Linked DNA regions of Neogale vison: region 2 is linked to region 1. The links are chromatin contacts, called in public Hi-C maps. All regions are on one chromosome and are shown on one strand. The core of a region is the stretch at or near the end of the contact, and the rest is flanking DNA. Distances in the headings are between cores, read along the strand shown.

The links. Hi-C and Micro-C count contacts between places; a contact is called where the count stands out from the background.
Region 2: a Hi-C map of fibroblasts shows a contact between it and region 1, with 18 times the contacts expected there. The contact joins two enhancer-like sites. A contact is called at or near these places in 3 of 3 Hi-C or Micro-C datasets (fibroblasts, muscle and tongue).

Annotation. Positions count from the first base shown.
Region 1 is chr7:117,386,844-117,389,543 of ASM_NN_V1, forward strand. No RefSeq gene overlaps it. Among named protein-coding and RNA genes, the nearest start is that of ETS1, 300 kb to the right of the region's middle. Within about 2 kb of position 1,403, the one cell type or tissue checked has open chromatin away from gene starts, as enhancers often do. A contact at or near this core is called in fibroblasts, where this site is marked.
Region 2 is chr7:117,730,538-117,733,237 of ASM_NN_V1, forward strand. No RefSeq gene overlaps it. Among named protein-coding and RNA genes, the nearest start is that of TRNAR-CCU, 13 kb to the right of the region's middle. Within about 2 kb of position 1,429, the one cell type or tissue checked has open chromatin away from gene starts, as enhancers often do. A contact at or near this core is called in fibroblasts, where this site is marked.

The sequences.
Region 1 (2,700 bases), core at 153-2,652:
CAACAAAGGGAAACTCAGCAGCATGTATAGAAGAATCAGCCCCAACATGCTCTATGTGACTATCCATATCAGAGGACAAGTGTGTGATTTGGAACCCACGGGCTATGGGGGGATGGATCTGCTGGTCTCCCTAACAGTAGTTGCTAGCAGTTAAATAAGTTATGAGTAAAAATATGCAAAGATGGTGAATATGAATAGAGAGAGACGGACAGTCAAAGAAGAGGCTGTTACTCTGGAAAACCAGTCTGCCTTTCAGCAAAGAACGCATAATGAATCAATTGTCAGCTCAGCTCAACTCTTTGTGAATGGAATGCTTTCTGTTGCATGAATGAATACAGTTCCATAATTTACAGAAAGTGACTCAAAATGGGCTGAGATATGAGCATGATTTGACTGATCAATTACTGCATATGTTTTCCCTCCTGTCAGCCACTGTCATTCTGGTTTTATTCTGTCACCCAGATACTAGTGAGCCACAGCCAAGCTGTAGGAGAAACCCGGTCATTTATAATGTAACTAGAGAATTGTCCATCTGTTCTTTCCACATGGAGGGACCATCTTTGACCTGAGGATTAGGGTCTTCAGGCCAGTGAAGGTCTTTCCACTTACAGCCTTCTCCCAGCCAGAAGACTCTTACAGCACTGCGCTGTATATCTGAGCATTGAGAACATCTACAAAACTCATTTAGTTTCTCTTTTGTCTGTTTGCAAGCTATACCAATTTAACCAAGAAAAAAAAATTATTGTGAGAAATATGATTAAACCTTGATGACTTTAGGTAATGTGTTTCTGGTCTTTCAAGTCTTCTGGTCAGAGAGCTTTTTTGTTAGTGTTTTGTTGAGCTTTCTTACAATATTGGGCTAATAAATACCCCCATCTCACTTGTTCTTCTACATCCTGTCTTTTATGAAGCTAGCAGAACCGCTGACCCTTACTTAGGAAAGAGGTGTATGCTGTGGAATTGGCTTTATCAGTTCCCTCTATTATATGCATATTCTGCTTAAGGAATAGGTTTCGTTTAAACAAAAATACCTAGCAGTTTTACTGTAACTTCATTTTCAACATTAAGTTGTCTTTAACAATCGATCCTTCTAGACATAGGAAAATAGTCAGAGAAAGTGCCCTAGTATTCTTAGCCCTAAAGAGAAATATAAAAATAAATCAGATTAAGGTGCAATCCATCCTCGCTCTTCAAACTAGAAACCTAGAGGTAAAATCAAGCTCACATAAAAATTCTGCCCACAATGAAGACTTACCGGTCTGAGTCAAGGGGGAGTCATGTCTTCTAAAATCACGCCACTAGGGGGAGTAAAACCCAGCAATCTGCAATCCACTGCCTTTGCAAGGTTGGCTGTTTCACCTTTCTCTTTAAACAAATGATCCTCAGCTCAGTTGCCCCAGAAAAACACCAGCATCTGGTGTGCTGTGTTTATTCTGAGGTTACTATTTCTAAAAATAGTTTTCTGAAAAATTGCCCTTGCTGACTGGGAAGCACAGAGGCAGGGTGGTGAGCAAGTGGGAGGTTCTCCTGCCTTAGAGGGTCCCTGGAGACTGGGAGTGTGGGACAAGAATATACTTTTTTAAAAGCACAGAACTAGCCTACATGTGAGGGCTGCCCACCTACAGGTGCCCAGGAGGACTGGGGCAGGCCAGATTCACGAACTCTTATAAAAGCAGAAGGTTGGCTAGAAGCTATGGACATCCTCACTGAGCTAGTTCTCTTGATGCCCCCACAAAGGTGACAGGGGGCAGGCAGCTCTGGATGAGAGATTTATTTCAGCCAGTTGGTGGCAGATGAAGGAGGACTTGCCAACCTCTCTTTGTCTTCCAGACAGCACAAGGGGAAGTGTGTGTGTGCGTACATGTGTGTGTGTATGTGTGTTCACAAATATGCTAGAAGGAGGAGAATGGAGACAGCCAAGGTTTGGGGGCTTCTTTCCATTTTCCTCCTCCAACTTTTATCTCTATTCAATCTTCCAATTCCTAGTGAGGAGAGGAGTTACCACTTTTAGAGTCATTTTTATTTTTCTATAGATTCCATTCTAAAATCCCCTATAGACCTGAAGTAAAAAAAACTTCAGTGGTGGAATTTCGGTCCCTCTGAAGGGTATTTGAAGCAATCCTCTGCGCTTCCCAGTAGGGAGCTGTGTACTCTGACTTCTCAGGATCCCAGCCCTGTTTCCAATGGCTCCAGCTTCCCTTTCCTGGCTGTACTACCATGACGCTTCAGCATGAAACCCAACCAGTGTCCAGTGGGCTGGGAGCAGGCTGCAGGAGACACGTCCTGTGTAACACCACACGGTGCACGTGAGAATCTATCGCACACCCTCAGGCTACAGAGAACCCAGACACCTCCCTCTTACACAGACCCCGAGTCACATAGGAAGCAGCTACTCTAGGTGTCCTCCAGGGCAGGCTGCCAGAGGACGAAGTTCTCTGTATCACCCACAGTGAGCTCATGGGACAGTTCAGTCTACTTGGATACTGGAGATGCCCATCCTCTGAACTTTCAGTGCTATTGCTGAAATTTGTAGTGTCTCAGACTTTGTGTGGAGGCAGAAAGAATACCAGGCTGGGTATTGGGAGACTTCTGGCTTCTAGCACCTGCTCTATTTTTGGGGTGTCTAACTCTGGTTTCAGATAGTTCACTGAGCTCCTTCAGGGCTTCATTTCCTCATCCATAAAATGGGAATGTGAGACG
Region 2 (2,700 bases), core at 179-2,678, 340 kb after region 1:
ATTTTGCCAGCAGTGTGACCTTGCAAAAGCCATTTTTAAAAAAGATTGATTGATTGATTGATTTGACAGAGAGAGAGAGTGATAGAGAGCACAAGTATGGGAAGCAGCAGAGGGAGGAGAAGGAAGCTTTTGCTGAGCAGAGAACCCAATACAGGGCTTAATACCTGAGCTGAAGGCGGAGGCTTAACTGCTGAGCACCCCTCCCCCGGCATCCCGCAAAGGCAATTAGAACTCACTGAGCCTCGGTCTGTGTCATGTGAAAATAAGAAAATCTCATGCACCCCACGGGGTAGTGTGCTGCTTTGGTGAGACAGCCGGCAGAAGGTGCCCAGTCGGCGTCCAGGCATTGCAGATATTTGATAAGACCAAAGTTAGCACGTGAACCTTTGGTTTGGTAGAACACCAGGGACCGTACAAGGCCCAGCAAGGACTTCAAAAATAATACTATCCACTCTTTAAAAAGAGGAGAAAGAGATAAAGAGGAGAGGGAAGACAAGGAAGGATGAAAACGAAAAGAAGACTTAAGAGCCATTAGCAGTGTATTTGAGTGGAAGGATAATAATGGCAGTCATTGTAAACTCAGCTCTCTGGATGGCAGAGGGGGCCCTACGAGCAAGCGGGGGTGCTCTTCGTAGAGGATGACCTCATGTGGTCAGAATGGACGAGGATGAGTCCAACAAGGAAGGAGAAATGTATCCAGGCAGAAGGGGTCACACATGTCCAAGCACCAAGGTGAAGGCCTCCCCTCATGTGGCTTGCACCATGGAGTACACAGGGAAAGTAACGAGAAAGGAGACAAAGAGGCAGGCAAAGCCAGACGGTGAGGGACTCAGTTTGCCTGACTGAGTAGTGGGTTTTTATCTGAGGCCTCCGGGGTGTCCGTGATGGGGGAGGCGAGGGATGGGGTGGGAAGAGACGTGACCAGATTTGTTTCAGAAAGATGACTCAGGTGGTTGGGGGGAGGGGTGTCACAAATGAGGGGAAGCTGGACCAGGGAGACGGTGAGTAGCCACCCCAAACAGGAAAGCGTACAGGTAGATGCCCTCCCCCCAAGGCAAAGGAGCAGATGAATCTCCAAGGCCAAAGGTGAATTCCAGAGTTGCTGAAATCTAGAATGCGAGTTGATCGCCCAGCGTGCTCTGTTTCTCCTGCTCTGTGTGAAAGTCGCAGTAAACCCTATCTCTGCTTCCCAGCCGCTTTGTAATCCCAGAGATAAAGGTGAGTAATCCAAAGGAAAGGGCCCCCAAAACCAAAGGGAATATTTATTTTAAGGAGATTGACGTCTGTAGGAAGGGGGAAAAAAGCCTGCCAAGGCCTGAGTGGGGTGGCTGACATTCACAGATGCCTGCCATTGTATAAAGAGAGAAATTCCTCAAGATTGTGTTTGTCCAAGAAATCAGACAGTTTACGGTCCCTGAGTCAAAACACTCAAGGATTGGAAGCCAGAGTTTCCTGGGCTGAACCCAGTTACTAAATAAAATGAAAAGGAAAGAGCAATTAGACGCCATGAATTGTTGTTAGGGGGGTAGGGTTGGTTGCCAAGGCTCTACTCCAGCAGATGCGACAGAAAAAAGGCAGGAACAAGGCCCTCGGGTTTGCCAGCTCCCCATCCCCCAACCTCCCCTCCCCCCCCGCCCCCACACCCTCCACAGTCCACCACCTCTCCAAACCAACTGGTACTGCTAGTGAGCCACAGTGAGACCTTCTGGGATCTGGAGATGCCCTAGGACCCAGGGGAGGCTGTGAACCGAGCCCCATCTTCAAGGCCAGCCTGCTCAGCATCAGGCCCATCCCAGAGATCCAAAGAAATTTCCGCTCTTCTTGCTAATTGAGTAACAGCCTTTGCTAGTGTCCAGCAAAGAATGACCCCCAGAAGGGTCTGTCGTCCTTCATCCTGATGGAAAATGCTATGGGCGGTGGGGGTAGGGGGGCTTTATCACCTACAGGGGAAGGGGATTAACAGGGAAAGCCACCCACAAGGGAACAGTGAAAAGGAAAGGTGGCAGAAAGGGAAAGAAGAATAAAGGGGAGGCTGCCCCCAGAATATTCTGGAGCCGACTCAATTCCTCCTGCACCCCCCAGGGAGTCCAGAAGCCACCATCGCATGCAGGCTATATGTAAAAAGCTCTCTGTTGGCAACAGAGTTCTTATCGGGACCACCCTGGCTGAACACTCAGGGAAGAAATAGGGACAGTGATGAGGAAAGAGTGTGCTTGACATTGTAATGCCTCATCTGGGCGCCAAGTCACTGAAAGTGACCTGTTTGTAGTAAGTTACAATCCAGCTGCCTCCTGCCTCGGCGGGGAAACACACCAGGCCACTTCTGGCTGGGCTGTGTATGTTTGGGGTTGCCCAGTGACCCTGGACGTTGCTCAGCTGTCTCACACGGGACCACACCTCAGTGGCCCGCAGAGGGGTGCGCTTTTCCAAGTGGGGCTGCTCATGGAACGGCGTTTGCTGCTCCCGGATCCTCCAGGATGCAAGTCGTAATGACTGCCCTTGATGAGATAGCCTTCAGCTCAGAGGGATGTGTGAAAGCTCTTAAAGGTGAAGAGCAGAATCATTTCATAAACACATGAAAGAGGAAAAACCCCAGCCAACGTCTGTAAACTATTAACCGTATCTTGGTTTATTTAAAAGAAAAAGTAGATGGACTCTGCTTCCTTTTTTATAAATTAAAAGGTTAGATTTTTTTTTTTT